Regions from separate parts of the Mus musculus genome. Here all the other regions are linked to region 2. A link is a contact called in public ChIA-PET, HiChIP or PLAC-seq, capture Hi-C and promoter capture Hi-C data. All regions are on one chromosome and are shown on one strand. Each heading gives the region's core, a stretch centred on a gene start, on an enhancer-like site or on the middle of the called end of the contact. The rest is flanking DNA. Distances are from core to core; before and after follow the strand shown. Region 1 holds the start of Clec12a (C-type lectin domain family 12, member a). Region 2 holds the start of Clec2i (C-type lectin domain family 2, member i). Region 3 holds the start of 2310001H17Rik (RIKEN cDNA 2310001H17 gene). Region 4 overlaps Gm38906 (a long non-coding RNA gene). Region 5 has its middle 16 kb from the start of Clec2m.

What was found. ChIA-PET counts read pairs in DNA pulled down with a chosen protein or histone mark. HiChIP or PLAC-seq counts read pairs in DNA pulled down with a chosen protein or histone mark. Capture Hi-C pulls out chosen DNA fragments and counts their contacts.
Region 1: a contact with region 2 is called in a capture Hi-C map of embryonic stem cells, with 4 times the contacts expected there. The contact joins the promoter of Clec12a here to the promoter of Clec2i in region 2. A contact is called at or near these places in 13 of 39 promoter capture datasets (the 3T3-L1 cell line, the C10 cell line, the HPC-7 cell line and 8 more), 3 of 484 Hi-C or Micro-C datasets (B cells, granulocyte-monocyte progenitors and pre-B cells), 7 of 115 datasets of contacts at active chromatin or transcription factors (the 230-238 cell line, DN3 thymocytes, T-cell acute lymphoblastic leukemia and 4 more) and 4 of 9 other capture datasets (adipose tissue, embryonic stem cells, liver and 1 more).
Region 3: a contact with region 2 is called in a promoter capture Hi-C map of liver, with 6 times the contacts expected there. The contact joins the promoter of 2310001H17Rik here to the promoter of Clec2i in region 2. A contact is called at or near these places in 14 of 39 promoter capture datasets (the C10 cell line, the HPC-7 cell line, HPC-7-derived erythroid cells and 9 more), 1 of 15 datasets of contacts at CTCF or cohesin (the NIH/3T3 cell line), 6 of 484 Hi-C or Micro-C datasets (B cells, CD4 T cells, DN3 thymocytes and 1 more), 18 of 115 datasets of contacts at active chromatin or transcription factors (the 230-238 cell line, CD8 T cells, DN3 thymocytes and 11 more) and 4 of 9 other capture datasets (adipose tissue, embryonic stem cells, liver and 1 more).
Region 4: an RNA polymerase II ChIA-PET map of effector CD8 T cells shows a contact between it and region 2, with 4 times the contacts expected there. The contact joins the enhancer-like site here to the promoter of Clec2i in region 2. A contact is called at or near these places in 10 of 39 promoter capture datasets (the C10 cell line, the HPC-7 cell line, cranial neural crest and 6 more), 1 of 484 Hi-C or Micro-C datasets (B cells), 7 of 115 datasets of contacts at active chromatin or transcription factors (the 230-238 cell line, CD8 T cells, T-cell acute lymphoblastic leukemia and 3 more) and 2 of 9 other capture datasets (adipose tissue and liver).
Region 5: an H3K4me3 HiChIP or PLAC-seq map of the 230-238 cell line shows a contact between it and region 2, with 11 read pairs. The contact joins the enhancer-like site here to the promoter of Clec2i in region 2. A contact is called at or near these places in 8 of 39 promoter capture datasets (the C10 cell line, the HPC-7 cell line, cranial neural crest and 5 more), 3 of 115 datasets of contacts at active chromatin or transcription factors (the 230-238 cell line, large pre-B cells and thymic regulatory T cells) and 2 of 9 other capture datasets (adipose tissue and liver).

What each region holds. Positions count from the first base shown.
Region 1 is chr6:129,348,890-129,352,915 of GRCm38.p6, reverse strand. It overlaps Clec12a (C-type lectin domain family 12, member a), which reads right to left and starts at 2,672. Exons shown (of 6, transcript NM_177686.4): 1 at 2,405-2,672. The coding sequence starts at 2,495.
Region 2 is chr6:128,885,556-128,889,677 of GRCm38.p6, reverse strand. It overlaps Clec2i (C-type lectin domain family 2, member i), which reads right to left and starts at 2,091. Exons shown (of 6, transcript NM_020257.2): 1 at 2,012-2,091. The coding sequence starts at 2,043. The region is part of intron 1 of BC035044 (cDNA sequence BC035044); the gene reads left to right.
Region 3 is chr6:129,236,628-129,240,438 of GRCm38.p6, reverse strand. It overlaps 2310001H17Rik (RIKEN cDNA 2310001H17 gene), which reads left to right and starts at 1,957. Exons shown (of 4, transcript NR_040268.1): 1 at 1,957-2,003; 2 at 2,595-2,700.
Region 4 is chr6:129,208,802-129,212,417 of GRCm38.p6, reverse strand. It overlaps Gm38906 (a long non-coding RNA gene), which reads right to left. Exons shown (of 4, transcript XR_869480.2): 2 at 3,306-3,371. Among named protein-coding and RNA genes, the nearest start is that of Gm38906, 17 kb to the right of the region's middle. Within about 2 kb of position 1,852, at least 78 of the 459 cell types and tissues checked have an H3K27ac peak or open chromatin away from gene starts, as enhancers often do. A contact at or near this core is called in the 230-238 cell line, CD8 T cells, the HPC-7 cell line and 3 more, where this site is marked.
Region 5 is chr6:129,314,351-129,318,036 of GRCm38.p6, reverse strand. No RefSeq gene overlaps it. Among named protein-coding and RNA genes, the nearest start is that of Clec2m, 16 kb to the left of the region's middle. Within about 2 kb of position 2,141, at least 39 of the 459 cell types and tissues checked have an H3K27ac peak or open chromatin away from gene starts, as enhancers often do. A contact at or near this core is called in the 230-238 cell line, the HPC-7 cell line, hematopoietic stem and progenitor cells and 1 more, where this site is marked.

The DNA.
Region 1 (4,026 bases), core at 1,423-3,922, 460 kb before region 2:
CTGGTAGAATGTGTCCTCGGATATGTTTGTGGAAAGTGTGTTTCAGGAGACTGAAGGAAGCTTTCTGAGGGGTCTTTTGGAATGTGGAGGTTGTGTTTAACAGAGGAAGCAATTCCACTTGTTTGGGTGCTCCCCTCTAAAGCTAAGAATGCGACTGCAGTTCAGCAAAGCAGGTTGTCACTGTCTGTATCCCACTGTCACCCGCCCCCCCCCCCCAGCTCTGTGCTACCCCTAGTCTGGACCTGAATTTCTCATTAAAATTTTTCCAATATTTGCCATTTTTTTAAGAAAACCATTCTCATAGAATTGCTTTTATTATTTTATAGATGACGAATCACAAACTATATCATTTCCCTAAAAAGTTAAAAAAAACTTACATTATGAATTAGTGTTAAGAAATTACATGATTTAAATTATCCCCGTGTACGAATACATAAAAAGATTGTTTCAAGAAAGTAACTCAAGACTAACCTAATGCTCTTACTCTGCTCCTGAAATGTGGTTTATATCAACAGATGATAGCATAACAATGTTGTGAAGTCTCACAAAGTGACATATAAAATATAAAATTTAATTTCTTAATATTTTGGAAAATTATTGTTAGTGAAAATACTATAAATGTTCCAGTCATTATCTGAGGTTTGAAATACAAACTCATAGTCTATCTTTTGTTATAATTATTTTCTCATTTATATATAACATATATATATATATATATATATATATATATATATATATATATTCAGTTATTTAAAAGTTATCAGATCTGTGCCATTTAGGTACTAGACACTACTGTGGCTACTAATAAAACAGAGTAGTAAGGTGTGTGTGTTTTTGTTGTCATCTAGACGCATTTTAAAGGACAGGAAACAAAGTGCAAAATGACTGATTAATAGAGAAATGATAGATACATAGGTAATAGATATATAGAGATGATAGAGATAGGTAGATGATAGATAGATAGATAGATAGATAGATAGATAGATAGATAGATAGATAGATAGATAGGAACTTGAGAGTGAAAGCCACGAGATAACTTAGAAATGCATGTAGAGTGACACTAGAGCAAGAGACCTAGGAAGAGCCCTCCAGTGCTCCATCAAAGAACACAATCAAGCCAGGACAAGCAGAAGAACAAAACCAGCTCAGCCACAGGGATAGTGAAAACCAGGGGGATGTGTCACAGAGAATGCACAGTGTGAAGGAATTTCCTGTAGGTTTTGATATGTTTTGGGTGTTGTGCTGAGTATGTCATGTTGTGTTATATTGTATTGAGAGTAGAGCCTTGAATATGCTAAATGAGTGCTTTAGCACTCAGCTGTATCCTCAGCTCTCTTCTTACCTCTTATTTTGAGACAGGATCTCACTTAACTGACTGCACAGGTTGACTCTGAACTCTCTCATAGCCCAAGTAGGCCTTGAACTTCCAATCTTACTGGATATCTGAGATTAGAGAACCACTCCCTTAGATCTACCAAAAGAGCAATCTTAAAATGGAATGCTCAGCAATATAAAAACAGCAGAAAGGCACAGCAATGAGGTAGAGACATGACTCAGAAGTAGCTCAGGGCCTAACTGTACTTGCTTTGCAAGCCTTATAACCTAAGGGAAATTCCTGGTGGTTCACATGATGCAAGGAGAGGACTGTCTCCTCAAACTGTCCTCAGGCTGCCACACAAGCACTGTGGCACAAGCACACATATACACACACGTACACATATGCGCGTGCACACACACACACACACACACACACACACACACACACTCATACATGTTCATACACATATGCACACACATACACAGATTAAATTTAACCTAAATTTAAGACAAAGAGTAGAGATTTGAATGCTAGGATAAAATATGGAAACTCCTGAAGATCTGGATCAGAGCAAGCTCCATGAACAATGAGGAGAGAAGCCAGATTTAAAAATAAAAAATGTTCTCCCCTTCTTTGTCTTTCTCCTACACTTCAAGCAGTTTGCGTTCAAAAATCTAGCAAGAACATATAAGCCCATGACTTTCCTGAATAAGGTATAGTCCTAATTCCATGGCTTCACACACACACACACACACACACACACACACACACACACACACACACACCAAAACAAAACAAAACCTTCACAATAAAACACTGTCATTTGAAAATACAATCTCTTTCCACATACCTCAATTTAATTTAATATTAAAAATGTAAAATACAATGTTGTATTACAATGGCTTAAAGAAATACCTTATGCTTTAAAGAAAAAAATTATTTTTAATCACTTTGTTATTTGGGGTTTAAATGAAAGGCTGAACAAAAATTCATATGGCATATTAAAATTTAAAGAAATAAAAATTAAAAATTCACATTGCATGAATCTGTGGTCACTGCCATCTCATCCATGGCTCAAAATCTTACCTTTTCCCCCACATTTGTCAGACTTCTGGGTTTCTTCTTTTTTATCAGGGTCCTGGATTTTGAGATTTGCATAAACAATTTCTTCAGACATTGATGAATATTCAAAGAAGGCTCCAGAAAATGTCCTTCGAAAAAGGTGAGAGGGCTGACAGTTAAGTAAGCCTACCTAGACTTTCAACCCTCTGTAAACTGTGGCTAACCTCACAAGCTCAAATTTCCTTTTGAAAAACCACTATGCCAGACTCTCAAATATGTGTCTATGAGCCACAGTCAGTTTATTGCCTCAGACAAGAATAAATAAGATTGAAAGAGGAACACTTTTCTTCCTCATATTTCTTCCTTTTTCTTTACATAAGGTAATTTTTTAAACTGTGCTTGGATAATATTAGCTTCATACGAGTTGCGCAATTTGCTCCTACCACACAGTGCAGAAACAGCATATGATTAAACTCTGAAACAGGGAAATAATCGGAGTGATTCAAATCTCAAATGCTCCCTGGTGCACCACCATGCCCTTCCCCCAACCTTGAGCAGGCTCAAGTGGAGTTATCGCCTTGCTGCACCTGCAAGTTCCTGAAATAAGCTCACTGAGCTTGCTTTGCAACATAATACAGCCTAAACAAAGGTTGGGTTTTGTGGTCTTCCCTTTTTACCTGGAGCTGCAGAATTAAACTTTGCCTTGATCTTGGCTTCATCCTTTTCTTGCAGCCCATAGTCCTTTTCATTCCCAGCCCCCCTTTCAGGTTAACCCAGTTCTCAGTGGCTACTGGATGGCTACAGGTGGTGCATAGCTTGAGGCCTGAAAATGGGGAAGTGGGAGGAAGCACTGAGAAACACTGGCTTGAGTGGAGCTCCACAGAAAACAGAAGAAGTAATGGTATCCTGCCCAGTAATGAACAACATTAATGCTAACACTAGTTAGTTTATTTTAGGGAGGCTGTTGTTGCAGGAGGTGTATTAAGGGCATACAGCTGGGCTGAAGAGGTGTTGACCCGAAGCCAACTTCACCTAGGGGTAACAGCTCAACGGGACAGGGGAATTCTATATAGCCATTTCTCCACAGCCAAGAGTTGCATCAGGTGAGAGGAGCAGGGTTTAAAAACAGATGTTAGAAAAATTCTTAGCACAAGTAGATTTATGCTGTCCATGGTGCCCAGAAGTAGAAATGGTATTCAAATGACATGAGAAAGAGAGAGAGAGAGAGAGAGAGAGAGAGAGAGAGAATAGGTTTCAGAAAAGCAGGTATCCCCTGTCCAGGACATGTTAGCAAAAGAGATAAGCTATTTCAGAGCTCTCCTTGGGACAGGAGGAAATCAGAAGACATCCTGCTTCCTCTCTGGCTCCTACTGGAGATATCCTTAGTCCTGGTTCTAGGTCCCTTTAGGACATCAAGTTCTCTTCCCTCTCTGTCTATTGTCTGTCCTTGGTGCACCAATCTGTCCATGTGTGTCAATTTACACCTGTTTTTGTTTCGTTGTTTGAATGATTGTTGTTCGTGTTTAGTGTTGAAAAGAAAAAAATGGCTAAAACTTTATGTGCTGGCTGCCCACCCCCTGATTTAATTTAGCTTGTTTAAAGGCAGTCTTAATTGTCCTTTGGAGCCCTGCACCTATAGTTAGGAG
Region 2 (4,122 bases), core at 842-3,341:
TGACCACGCTGGGACTCAAGCCCAGCTTGTGGCAGACAGGTCATTTTCCTTCACCAACAATCTATAAAAACACCTTCCCTGCCATAGCCTGGGCAGGACTTCCACCTTGTGCCCTGAGACTGGTGACCTTGCCCTGGAACTGTTCTGAAATAAATATGCTTTTCTACTTTTAATTCAGCTCGAGTTGGCTTATTAAGTCATCAGAGAAGCCTACTAGTGTGTTCCATGTGCTGGCTATTGTAAACACACAAGCAAGTAAAAATATCTCTTACCAGGGGCTGTGGGGAGTAGAGACAGAACAGATAATAATTTCTTTAAAGTGATATCAGATCTGGTGTTCAAAGGCACAGTAGGATGAATACTGCTCACAATAACGTACCGTAATTCTAAAGCTAGCCCAAGGGGTTTTGAATATATTCACCATAATGAAACAAAGAGCAAGTTCGTTCATCTTACTGTGTCAATCAAAAACCACATCCTGCTCTGGCCTTGAACTGTTTGGATTTGCTCACTGGCAGGGGCACCAATGAGAGGAGAAAGGCTGCACAGACTTGTTTTAAGTAGCCAAGATTTGTTCTCAGGTCCGGAAGGTGATGAAAAAAGTCGCCATTTTAGAACCTCACCATTTTATTGCTCAGTCATGGACTCTCTTAAGGCCCTCTGGTGTTCATCTAGACTACTAGCCCTCAGAAGCACATGGCTTATCTGAGAAACAGTAGTATTACTCACGACCTTTCTCTTTGGGTATGAGTCAGAGGAGGTGAAAACATTAGAGAAGCTGCGGTGGCTTCTAGAGAGACCACTGTGAGACAGCAGATACAGTAACTTTCACCAAATTCAGTTGCTTTATGTCCCTTGGCCTGTGCTGTGAGGACCTGGCTGCCATTTTTAACCCATAGAAAAGTCTGAAGAACAAAGGAAATCTTTACTTTTCTAAGTTTTCCCAACACAACAGGTGCTATGGCTTACTGTGAGGAGTATGGGACTTGGTGGAACCTGGCTATAGCTCACAGTCAAAGGCAGCAGGCCAATCATACCTGCTACTCTGCCTCAAGAAGACCCTGTTTTACACTCTGGTTAAGGGTCTGTTTAAGGGACCAGGATAGCCGTGGAGGAGGGTACTTTAGGTGTGCACAGGATGGCATGGAGTAGGGCCCTAGGGTTGAAGGGAGGCATGGTTAGGTCTCCCTCTTCCTCGACCTGTCCCCCACCTCCCAGAACAGTATTTCCAATCATCTTAGCAGCTAGGCTGTCCACTCTGAAGGAGCTTGCCTGGTATCCTCAGGCTGCCACTAGGCCATTGATCTAACAACAATTGTGAACTCTGCTTTTCAAGAAATTTGATATTTTATTCCTAAACAAAAGTATTAAAGTGGGGGTAAAGTCATGGCTCAACAGGGAAGGGAGCTTGCTGCTCTTGCAGAGAGAGGACTTGGTTCATTCCCAGCACCCAGTGAACTAAAACTGTAGATGGATTTGTAGATGGGATAAATCTCCCACCCCCACCCTACTGGAAAAAAACTGATCCTTCCCTGATGCCACAAGAGTCATTTAAGGCCAGAAAGAGTATTACCTGATACCCGTGTCCTTGGGAAGAGAGAAATTCCAAAAGCTTGGAGGTTTGGGGAAGGGGGAGTGCTGTGGGAGCCTGAAAAGAAAGTTGTAGGTAGGTGTGGAGGAGGGGCACTTAAGGTGTGGGCTGGGTGGCAGGGTGGGCCAGAGCACCCCCAAGGTCCTCCAGTCAATCCTCCAGGAATCTGGGCACCTGCTTTGATTTACAAACTCAAAAGGTTGCACTCCTCCCAATCGTATTTAAGTAACATTGGCCATACCAGAAAGCACAGAGTGGCATCGGTACTTTCCGACCACAGCAGAGCTCCCACCGTCCACCCCACCCCAGCCTCAGCTGATCTATAGAGACCCACTATGGCAGGCTAACAGGAGCAAGATCCAGCTCCCCTGAGGAAGCCTCCCCCACTTTAGTTTAGTTAGCATTTCATTAAATACGTACAGTTTTTCTCCTGTCTCCAAGCAATCTGGCATGGGAGGCTCTGCACCACTATCTTCTTGCTGAAGCAATGAGCCCGCCCCTTTTTCCCCTCTGTCTTCCCTCTATATTTTGTGAGTTGTGGGCGGATTTTCACATCAGCTGACTTGATAAGCTGCCAGAGATTGGGTGCCTACCTAGATCTGGAACTGAAAAACTGCGGCGGGGTGGGGGGAGGGGGAGCATGTTATACTGTAAAAGAAATAAACAGAGTTGAGACATATTTTAGATTTCAAGGTACAAAAAGTAACTTTTTTGAAACAGGGTTTCTCTGTGTAGCCCTGGATATCCTGGAACTCACTCTGTAGACCAGGCTGGCCTTGAACTCAGAAATCTGCCTGTCTCTGCCTCCCCAGTGCTGGGATTAATGGTGTGCACCACCACTGCCCGGCCTTGTGTGTGTGTGTGTGTGTGTGTGTGTGTGTGTGTGTGTGTGTGTGTGTGTAAGGCACTTTTATTGTGTGTGGTGACAGGGATCAAACTCAGAGCTTTGTACATGAGAAGTGTGAAGTCTACCATTCAGCTGTGCCATTGGACACCAGTCAAATATAACTCTATTCACTGCAGAAGATCACTAGGCGTACTTGACCTTTCTCTACTATGCCTGTCTACTTTCTCTTTGCCTCGCCAAAACTTTACTGTTGAGAACATTTCTTTTTTATTATTAATTACTTTATTTATTTACATTTCAAATGTTGTTGCCTTCCTCACCTCCTTTCCATGAACCCCTCATGTCATTCCCCACTTCCTTTCCCCCACCCACCTACCTACCCCTGCCTCAAGCCTAGAGCCTAGAACATCCCCCTTCTCTGGGGTGTCAAGCCTCTACTGGACCAAGTGCCTCCCCTCCCACTGAAGCAGGATGAGGCAGTTAGTCCTCTACTACACATGCAGCTGGAGCCATGGACCCATCTGTGGATACACTTTGATTAGCGGTTTAGTGCCTAGGAGCTCTGGGGCATGCAGTTAGTTGATACAGCTAGCCCTCTGGACTTCTCTCCTGTCTCTTCCCACACCTGATCCTGCCCACCCATTTTTCCCTCCCCCTCCCCTCTATCACACAGGTCCCTTCCTCCCTCCGACTCCCATGATTTTTTGTTTCTCCTCCTAAGTGAGATTGAACCATCTACACTTTGGCCTCCTTCTTGTTAAGCTTCATATGGTCTGTGACTTGTATCATGGGTATTCTGAGCTTTTGGGCTAATAACTACTTATGAGTGAGTTCAGATCATGTATGTCCTTTTGGGTCTGGGTTACCTCACTCAAGATGATATTTTCTAGGTCTATCCATTTGCCAGCAAAATTCATGAAGCCCTTGTTTTTAATAGCTGAGTAATATTTCATTGTGTAAATGTAACACATCTTCTTCCCTTGGGGGACGTCTGGGTTGTTTCCAGCTTTTGTTATATAAAAAAAGGCTATTTTGAACATAGTTGAGCAAGTGTCTTTGTGGGATAATGGAGCATTTTTTGGATATATGACCAGGAGTTGTGTAGCTAGTTATTCAGGAAGAACTATTTCCAATTTTCTGAGTAGTTCGCAGATTGATTTCCAAATGGTTGTACAGCTCGAAATCCCACCAACAATGGAGGAGTGTTCCTCTTTCTCCACATCCTCGACAGCATCTGCTGTCACCTGACTTTTTTATCTTACCTATTGTGATTGGTGTAAAGTAGAAATCTCAGGGTTGTTTTGATTTGCATTTTCCTGAGGACTAAGGATGTTGAACATCTTTTTAGGTATTTCTTGGCCATTGGAGATTCCTCAGTTGAGAATTCTTTCTTTAGCTCTGTACCCCATTTTTCCATCAAGTTATTTGATCTTTGGGGTCTAATTTTATGTATTCTTTGCATATCTTAGATATTAGCCCTCTATCAGATGTAGGGTTAATAAAGATCTTTTCCCAATCTGTAGATTGTCGTTTTGTCCTGTAGACAGTGTCCTTTGCTTTACAGAAGCTTTTCAGTTTCCTGAGGTCCCATTTACCAATGGCCAATCTTAGAGCCTCAGCCATTTGTGTTCTATTCAGGAAATTTTCCCTGTACCAATGTGTTCGAGGCTATTTCCCACTTTCT
Region 3 (3,811 bases), core at 708-3,207, 350 kb before region 2:
AGTCTGTATAACCCTTTTTTTTTTGTTCTTATATGAAGCCATGAAGTCTTTCTCTTCTTCACAATGAGCTGGGACTCCCAGTCTAGTGTGAAAACATGTGAGAATGGATGTCTTTGTTTCAGATTCTAGAGTAAAACATATTTTGTCTCTCACCTTGAAACCCAATGTCAGCTGATAGCTTAGGCAAGCAGATCTCCTGGCATTCAATGCTAGCAAGATGAAGGTGTTCCTAGTATATCAACATAATGGAAGACTAGTATTTCATAACAAATGCGAAGAAAGTAATCAACTGATCTTTATCTGAAAAAAAAAAAACAACATACTTGTGAAAGTAACTTTACATCATACTCTAACCACACCCGCAGGGATGCAGTAGTTCATCAAACAAGAGTGGAGTCCACTATTTGGGTTCTGTGGGCCGTGATTTTGCACTTAAGTCTATAAGAATACAGAAATACAGTCTCCTTCTTTAACAACTCTGTTGATTTTCTGGTTTTGAATCACACATTTGCCCATCTCTGATATTTTCCAGTTTGCTAGTGACTTCGTCTGCCATGTACACTAATTTGAAACGGTATTTCCAACCCTCTCTAAATCTTGAGTCTTTTATCTCTCACCTGAACCCTCACCACCACGCATCATACTTGAACTATATGCATGAGCATCAGCAGTCAGAGATAGCAAGTTCACAATGACCTCTAAGTCATGCAGACACAGACACTAATGCAAGATGGGCAGAGAGGTGGGTACAAATAGACTTTGTGAGTGTCTCTCTGCAAATAGTTCTATTTCTATTTCTATTGCTCTTAGCGTGGCTATTTTCTTACAGAATCCCGTAGCTGCAGTGATTCTGGAAATGGAATTTTTGAGAAGCGGTGTCCAGGTGAGAATCTCTTTCAATAGTCTCTTGATGGTTCTCACGGCCCCAGTGTGATAGAAACTAGATAGAGGGATTGCTGCTTGATACATGATTTGAAAAGTTGGTTTGACTTGTTTAGCCACGGAATTTTTTACACCTCTGATGTTTTGACTGAGTCTATGTGTGCTTTAGCTGATGTGACTTGCATAATGATTTATCTCATCACTTCGCTAGAATTAAAGCCTGAAATGATAAGTAGTCTGGTTTTTTGTTTGCTTGTTTGTTTGTTTGCTTGTTTGTTTGCTTGCTTGTTTCTTTCTTTCTTTTGGCTTGTTTTTTTGTTTGTTTGTTTTGTTTTGTTTTTTTCTCTACATATCAACTGTGAATTGTCACAGTATAGTAGCATTTTCTCACAAAGCTCTTTAAAGCTTTGGGGACATAGAATGTCTATCTGTGAAAAATATCATATAAACTAAATGTTGTATATGCATGAAAGAAATTATTTAGGCATTGATTTACAATCATATAAGTTATGAGGTAGCTTTTCTATATCAATTCATTGTAATTAACTGTTAAATGAAATTCATCACTTTACATCACTAGTTTTCCTGACCCACTTTTCAATATAAAGTAGCTTATAAATGTTTGCAAAAGAAAGAGTATCTGGGAGGTAACAAATAAGAGATGTGTGTTAATGCACCTTATAATTATAAACTTAGTTTATCTTTGGCTTGAGTCATGACTATGGACGATACAAGCCAAGCAACAAGCAGAAGATACAAACAGGAGGTAGGAAAGGATGTCACACCTTGTCTTGATGTTCGGAAACATTTATTAATTTTATTTATTAATTTTATTTTTAATAAAAAAGTTTATTAATTAGAATTTATGTCCATTGGAGATGGAACTGTTTTCCTGAGGGATGGGATGTCTGTTAGATTTTTGATAGATTATTTCTTCTCTTTCTGTTTTAATTGGAGGCTTAACATACACATTTCACGGGATATGACTTGTGACAGGCACCCGTGTGCCGCCCCACCCCACCTCTCCCCGCCCTGCCAGGCTGGGGCTCCTGCCCTGTAGAACTCAGAGATGGAGCCGGCGCCACCTGACTAGGGAGGACTAGTTTAGATCTCCAGATTCGGTACAGTGGGAATACCTGAGGGAAGAGTTTCAGAGTTATTTGAGGAGCAGGGACGCCCACGGGTTCCAACCAATGCCCTCCTTACTTGTTTTGTGTTTCGTTTTAGTTATTAGCGATGCGGTTGGATGAGACTTTGTTGTTTCATATGAAAGAATTTGCTTTGAGGGAGCCGGGAGCAGCACTACAATCCGCAGGGTTGTTTATTTTAAATAGGGCTCTGCACGGTGTTATTTATGACACCGTGATGTTGACACTTCGAGTTCTTTTAAAGTTATATTTTTATTTGCATTCCTGTGTGAGGGAAGGGAGGGGGAGAGGATGGGAGGAGCTTCCTGTGTGCAAGCCTGCAGGTGCGCCAGTGCTCAGCAGAGGGCACTGAATGCTGCGGCACTCGGGTTAACAGATGGTAGTGAGCTGTCTGAACTACTTAAAATTTTCAGGTAAAAGGGCAGCAAGCATTCTTAAACTGCTGAGCGGCCCTCTAGGTGTTCTTTGCTGGGGCAGGGGAGTTAGCAGGGAGGAAGTGGAGAGAACTGGGAGAGTTGAGACCCTCCTTCTGAGCGTTAAGCTGCATGTAGATAATATCTGCAGGTGTGGCACAATTGAAAAGGCAGTGGCTTTCAGGCTAGTCACTGCACGGACTAGTAAGGCAGCTCTCTTGCTCCCAGCACCGTGCATCTGATTCTCCGTTCTCAGGGTGAGTAGCCCCTCCAGTTCTCAACATACACATGTTGGTAATTTCACTGTGTGTGTGTGTGTGTGTGTGTGTGTGTGTGTGTGTGTGTACATATAAAGGTTAGAGATCAACTTTTCGGTGTCAGTCAAATGTGAGGCCCAGGAATGTACCCAGGTCAGTAGCCCCGGCAAAGCCCAGTGAGTCATCTCAGATACCTTCGTTTCAGGACTTTTGCTTAGGTCTGTAATTGTCTATAGAGCAGATAATTCTTAGTATAAGAAGCAGTGGGGTTTTTACTGTGCATCTTGCCTCCCCCTCCCCCTTTTCTTACACTGGCACAGTTTTCAATTTGATATTGAGGAGGGCACCCATATTTTCCTTGAAGAACATATAGTATCACTTTTACAGGCCCAATGATTTGATAATCTTATGGATTTTCATGTCCCATACTGTTTTGGGAATACCTGTGCATTAGTGTGTCTCCTTGCCTGATTTGTTTGGTCTTCTCCTTCATTGGCTAAAAACTCTTCAAGCCCAACCCACCGCCAGCTGTGTACTAAGTGTAGCAAGGTCATACCTCCTAAAGGTTTCCCAACCTCCCCTAAACATCACCACCAACTGGGGACCAAGTGTTCATATACAGGAGCCTATGAGGGGCTTTTCTCATTCAAATCATCACAGTGCATCACTGGAGGAAAGTGAAGGCAGCAGACCTTTGAAGCAGTTGGTCACAATCCAGCCACTGTGGAAAGAAAGAACAATGAAGCTTAGTGCAATTTCTTCACTCTCTGACAGTCCAAAATCCCCTGCTCAAAGAATGGTTTCATCTCAGTGGGAGGATTTTTTTTCCCCATGTTAGTTTTCCTCAGATGCACCCACATACCATCCTAATCTAGATAATCCTTCATGGAAACTCCCTTTGCAAGTGATTTCAGATTGTGTTAAATTGAGAGCCAAAACCAACCACGCAAAGGTGTTTTTTTTTTTAATGTTTTTTTAGGTATTTTCCTCATTTACATTTCCAATTCTATCCCAAAAGTCCCCCATACCCTCCCACCCACTCCCACTTTTTGGCCCTGGTGTTCCCCTGTACTGAGGCATATAAAGTTTGCACGACCAATGGGCCTCTCTT
Region 4 (3,616 bases), core at 603-3,102, 320 kb before region 2:
CTGGAGAAGAGCCCAAGCCTGAGCTTGTAATAAAGGGACCCTAATATTATTACATTGGAGATGGCTCCTTAGTGGTCTTTTGGGGTTCACAAATGCTTCCTGGCACAATAGACCACAACAATGCTAACTAAAAATCATTTAATTAGGACTGATTTACATTTTTAGAGGTTTAATCCATGTCATCATGACAAGGAACATGGAGACATGCACCAAAAATGGTGCTGGAGAATTGAGAAATCTACATCTGGATCTGCAGGCAGCAGAAAAAGCCACTGAGCCCAGCTTGGGCTTCTGAACCCCAATGCCCACCTCCAGTAACACACTTCTCTAAGAAGACCACACCCACTCCAACAAGACCACACCTCCTAATCCCTCTCAAGGATTGCCACTCCCTAGTGACCAAGAATTCAAATAGATGAGCCTACAGGGGCCATTTTTATTCAAACCACCACAGTTAGTTATTTTCTATGCTGCAAGTAAGTTATCAGTTTGTTGTATATAACTTGGGGGTATTATTCTGTTAGCAGTCAAGACTTATTAAAAAGTCTGACCAACCAATATGAAATATTGTTGTAGGTGTGGACCAGAGTCCATAGGACATCTGCTGACAGTCTTGTCTTGTCTTGTCTTGTCTTGTCTTGTCTTGTCTTGTCTTGTCTTGTCTTTCCTTTCCTTTCCTTTCCTTTCCTTTCCTTTCCTTTCCTTTCCTTTCCTTTCCTTTTCTTTTCTTTTCTTGTTTTTTTTTTTTTTTTTTTGTCCTAAACAGAAGTGGACTGTGAGCACATGGATAGTGAGTGATAGAAACTGAGACGATTTATTAAAGAAGAGAAAGTCACTCTGGAAAATGGAAGTGATCTAGAGAACTAAGGAGGGGGAAGCCTGAGGCTGAAAACTCTTGCCCCAGAGCCATGACACTTATAGGTCATTTATATATAGCACCACCTTCCCCTGAGACTCCCCAGGCTTTTCTTTCCCATGCTTTATTCTGTAGCCCCAAATTAGTTTCTACTCTTTTTTTTCCCAACTAGCTTATTTCATATGTTAATCAGATGACTCACTCCACCCCAGTCTTCTCCAATGGTATCACTGTCTTCTGGGAGATGTACATTTCACAGAATCCTTGAGGATAACCCTCTATTATTGCAATTCATTCCTATCAATGGTAACCACCAAAAAAAGTGGGGAATATATACTTAAGTGTTCCCTCAAAAACACCTTATGGCCAAGGAAGGCAAATAATAAAACTAACTTAAGAAACTTAAAACTCTTCATTCTCCCATAGGGGGGAAAATATATATATGTGTATGTATATATGTGTATATATAATTTATATATTGATATAATATATATTGTTTTATATACATAACTATATATAACTATATATATAGTTATATATATATAAAACTATATATATATATATATAAAACAATAACAACCCAACAACCCAGTTTAGGGTTACACAAAAAAAAAATCTACACTTGAATGTATAATATATGTTGAGGTGTCATCAGTGGAAGGTAAAGGGAGCATGATAGAAGGTAAAGGAGCTTGATAGAAGGGTGGATCCCAACAAAGCACAATGATCTACATCCATAGAAATCTACATGCATGAAATGCCATAATTTATCTCATTATTTTGTGAGCTAACTAAAGAAGATAATTAAGATAAAAGAGATTAAGTTCATGATATTTTGAAACGCCATACTTCACGACTACCGAGCTAGCATAAAAAACAAAGAAGGTTATTTTCAAAGGGATGGAAAATTTGAGTTATCTGTAATGCAGTTGCTATACCACAGCGTCTTATCACATCTACTAAACAGGAAAAGAAAAAAAACCCAACATCCTTGTTTGTAATGTGGTAACCAGCCCCATGGCTGCCTGAAGGCTCATCTGTTTCTTTAACTCAGACAGCTCTTGTCTGGCTTGCTATTTTCTTTTGAGAATATAGTGATTACTATCTTTCCAGACAAAATGTCTTTCTTGCCACCCTCTTTCTTTCCTGCAACTTCTCTTGCTCCTTTTAGATTCATTCATCTTTGTCCTACCATTTTGTATATTGTCTCCTGTCTTGGCTCCTTGTGCTTCAGCCTGATGGCTACTCTTTATCAGCATGGCACCAATATCATATCAATACTCCTTTCTGCAGGGACCAATCTGATTTGAAACCCATTGCTATCAATTCTTACACTTTTTTTTTTTTTTAATTTTTAGGCTTCTGTAACAAGTGCCCAGACCTTGGCACAACTGACTCCATGATTGAAGTACCATTCAGGCCATTAAACTCAGCACATAGATGGTACCACCTGCCAAAATGAAAACAAAGACCTGATCCATCAAAGTCCATAGTGATGGAAATGCCCCTAAATGACTAACCTTGCTCTTTTTTACTTCTTTAATTCTGCTTCTGACTAAATGTGCTTGTTAACTGAAGTGTGTCAACCCGGGATTTTTTTTTTTTCATAAAGGCTTGGTGGTACACTGGGATCCTGAATACCAAGTATGCTCTCCAGCCAGCTGATAAAGATTTCTATTGGCTTAAATTTTAATCCAGGCAGTGTTCTCTGTTGGATACCCCACAATAATTTCCATTAGCTTTTATGTAGAAATTCTACTTCTCCAAAGAAACCCTGTCTCGAAAAAAAAATTTTTAATTAAATAAATAAATTCTACTTCTCTGGTGGACCTTCATAGGAGCTGATGCCAGGAGTAACTTAGACACTCCTTTCCCCTGCATCCAGGGTCCTGACCCTTGGGCCAGCTCAATGCTTAATGGTTCTAAAATACAACAAAATAGGCAATCAACATTGTATTGACTGGCAGCTCACAGCTTCTTACCCCTGTGACAGAAAAATAAAATAAAAATTAAAAATCCCCAAACAGAAAGCCAGGTTAATGGACAACCCACCACTGAGACACCTTCTTTTGAGACAACATAAAACTTCAGCTTACTGTTAGCCACTCACTGCACTCCAGACATAGTAATGACACATTTCAGTAAATGTTCTAATTTAGCCAATGAAGCTGAGACTAATAGTTTCGCCTTCCAGATGAGCTTTTGGGCAAGAGGTTAATATGTCTAAGTTCCCCGAAAGTGGAAGAAGATATAGTCAAATGATCTGCTGGAAACTTCTGTAAAAACAAGAAAAAGTAAGACGAACAAAGGTCAAAACTTACTGCCAAGGGCTCAACTAGTTTAAAATCTTTCGGTTTCTACCTTACTAATATAGTTCTTATGTTAAAAGTTACCTGTAAATGAGTCATGGGGTTATAAAGATATGAATAATCACTTAACATCCACTCACCTCTAGATTGTTACCAGCCACGGTGCCAGGAGGGCCACAGTTACCCTGTATGAGGGTCACCTGAAACTGAAAATCACACTTGTTTTTGGCTTGTTCTGAGAAGTCAGAAAAGGCAATAATTTTCTCTGTGAGTACTGATAGAAGAAAATTCAGAGTCAAGAACTTGGGTTAGGAAGTACTAGTATGATTTACAGCTGAAATATCTGTAGGTGTCAGCTAAATAGGAAAGTAATTTATAAGGTTGAGAAAATACCTTCCAGTTTAAGGAAGTTTCAAAGAGATAGAAGTGAAGCGAATATGTCTGAGACATT
Region 5 (3,686 bases), core at 892-3,391, 430 kb before region 2:
TACTAACCTTGTGGTATCAAAGCTAATTGTCCTTAGGTGTATTTAGTTTTATTGGCTTCTTTGAGACAGGGTCTCACTCTGTAGCACTGGAATTCATTGTATAGATCAGGTTGGTCTTGAACTCACAAAAACTTGCCTGACTCTGCCTCACTAGTGCTGGGATTAAAACCATGTGTCTTGGCCAGCCTCTGAATAATGACCATTAAGTACTTTGCCCAATTAAGTGCTGCTAAGCTCTACCTGGAACCTCCTCTGCACGATGTTTTCTTTCTTTCCTGTGAATTCCTAAAGGAAGCCTCCTTCAAGGTCAACATCTAAACAAAGCAGTTATGGTTACTGCTGGCGATTTTTGCTCAACAACCTTTGCCTTGTGAAACAGTTGCTAAATTGTCACTCAAAGTATAACTACATCTGTAATTCTTAGTTTCTCTGTAGCTTTGACTGAGCTCTCAGTCTTCAGAAAGAAGTATCCAAGAAGCTGGATTGTTTTATCCCCATTTTGGGTATAGCACTGGGGACTGAATCCAGGATCTGGAAGACGCTACACACGTGATCTACCACTTATCTACATCCCCAAAATTATGCATTCCCTCCAAAGTCTGTTGAGGCATTTATTTAAAATGCTAGATAACCTCTACATGTTTTTTCATATGTATCTGTCTGTCTGTCTGTCTGTCTATCTATCTATCTATCTATCTATCAGCTATCTATGTATCTACTTTTCTATCTTTTATCATCTATTTTCTTTTTTTCTTCCTTCTTTCCACACAATGTCTGTTATGTAACTTGAGCTTCCTTTGAAGTGGAGTGGTTGCTATGATTATACCTGACAATATGGATCAAATTTTTGAGCCAATTGGCAGAAGTCTGGAATAATTTGGTGGAGAAAACTCACAGTGCAGCAAAGCAGAGCCTAATAATTGCTTATTTGAGTCCTCACAAGACAAGAATGATGAAGGAAATGGGAATAACTGTGACTATGAGGAGGTTCTAGGTGGAAATGAAGATTCTGTTAGAAATTAAACCATTGGCCACATTTTTACACCACAATAAATATTTTGGCGACATTCAACATTCCTGCATGAAGAGGAAAGGTACACATAGAATAAATCTATTTTCTAAGATTTATTTTTATTATTTTAGATTATGTATATGTATATAGACCATTTGTGAGTATGCACATACAGGTGTGGGCGCCCACAGAGGACAAAGGCATCAAATCCCCCTGGAGCTGGAGCTGCAGGTAATTATGAGCTAAGCAACATGGGTGTTGGGAAGTTAAGTTCTTTTAGTAACTGAGCCATCTCTGAAGCCCAACCATCCTCATACCATTTGTGACTTGGTTTTGGTTTTGGTTTGTTTTCTGTTGAAACAGAGTTTCATTATACAGTCAAAGATGGTTTGGAACTACATAACCCATCTGTAATCCTAGGATTACAGTCAGCAGTCGCTAATACCTGTACTATACTCCTTGTAAACTTTCTCATTCTGTCAGCATTCCTTCTAGGCTCCACCCCACAGTTTGAAAATTGTAACAGCCAAGTATGTCTGGCTTACTATGAAAGGGGCTGTTTGCCCCCTCCTCACTCTCTTACCCTCTTACTACTCTTATTCTCTTACTCTCTGCTCCTTCTCTTCCTGCCCTTTCTCCCTCTCTCATCTCCTTCCCCCTCTCTCCACATGTTCCTGGACAACCTCCCTCTCCCTCCCCTTCCCCCTCCTTCTCTCTCTCTCCCTCTTCTTCTTCCTCTTCCTCCTCCTTCCTTCCTCCCTCTCCCTCTCCCTTTCCCTCTCCCTCTCCTTCCCCCTCTCCCTTTCCTTCTCCCTCTCCCTCCCCCCTCTCTCTCCCCCTCTCCTCCCTCCCCTTCCACCTCACCACATTTCTACTAAACATATCCTGACTCTTTCTTTCTTTTTTATAAAACACAACACTGTCTTAAATTAATTCAATTATTGGCTGAATTTGTATATATTTTGTATTAGGGTATTATCTGGTTAGACTTACATATAGTCTCCTTCAGATATGTTTAAATTTTTAATGAATTTTTTTAATGTAAATGCATAAGACCTCCAAAAGTACCCTTCAGTTTTGTGACTTCTTGTTTCTAAGAAAAGAACTTAACTGAACTTCTGATAAATGACATAGCGTTTGTGGTGAAATGAAAAGAGACTGAAGAGGAAACAGCCACATAGGGCAGGGCTTACATCCTCATTCAACCATAAATGAGTTCTGAAATCTTAATGAAAAGTAAAAGGTGAATTTTCCTAAAGCCAGCATAGAAAAAAAAGTTATTCCAATTTTCAAAGATTTTACATATATTAGTTAAAATATGGTTTATTATATAATGGCTTAGCAAACTTTGTTATTTGCTAAGTTAATGCCTACAACCTTAATATAGCCTTGTATAGTTCCATCATTTTGCAAGAACTTTGTAGATAGGATAAGGTATATGAGATGTTTGTATTTAAAAATCAGTCTACAGGAACACATAGCAGGCACACACTGTGGGAGGCTCATCTCTCAGAGTTGGCTCTTAAATATTTTTTGTGAAACATAAGACAATAATGATTTTTTATATTTAACCCAGACAAACAAAAAAGTTCCTATGTTGGCATTAATTTAATATTAGTACACTCTATTGTAGTCTTGGGTGTGAAATGCTCACTTATTCAATCACTGAATCACACACTCTGCTCAGTACAACCATCAGTCAAGTCAATAAACACACACACACCACTTTAGCTATCATAGTCAGATTAAGAAAATTTCCCCTTTTAGTATCTTTTTTGCTATTTCTCTTTAAGACAAAAATTATGATGCATACATTAGAGCCAGTAGAGGCTGCCGATGAGATCATGCCCTTCCTCAGTTCAAGGTTTTTTACCTTAAAATAGACAGGTGATGTTGCTGATGAGATAAATTAAAATCCATGTGTGCTCATCATGTTAAATAGCATTTCTTGTTTTTCGTTTGCCTGAGACATTGGTGATTTCTATAAATGTGATAGGATTCACAGAAAATGTTCACTATCATTTGTATGTTGAAGAATGAAAACATTTAGGGCAATTATCTCCAAGTTCTAGGTTCACAGGATGGAAGAAGTAACTGTTATTGAGGTTTTTAGGTTGAGGAAAGTTCAGCACTCCTCTGTGGCAGCCTTTGGTAATTGCTATCAGGGAGTAAAGATGACATCATCATGCAAAAATGAGCCTTTCACAGGTAACAGCTCACTGTTTGTTAGGCTGTTCCTCAATATTTCTCCTCACTGCAGGTCAAGTTCTCCAGAAAAAAAAAAAAAAAGTCACATGTGGAGATTTGATACAGGATGACAATTTAAAATGGGTTCCTAATACCAACACGCAAGGCCGAGAGAGACAGTTGCAGGCAAATAGAGATGTCCAACATCTCTACTTGCTACTTAACACCATTGGAGGATGAGACGGTGAGTATCATTCAACTTATCTCTATAAAACATAAACATCTTGTCTTCCAGAATTCCATATGTACCAAGCATTTTGAGACAGGATAGAAAGGCAAGGAAAATGAAGGAGATGTGGGAAGGGAAAGGGGCCCCTTGCAAGAATCTGGTTGAAGGCTCTGAGCAGCTGCGGAATTGTTTGCAGGGTCAAGAATTTCCAGCACAGTTAACATTCTCTGTGAAGGTTTTTTTCATATCATATAGACA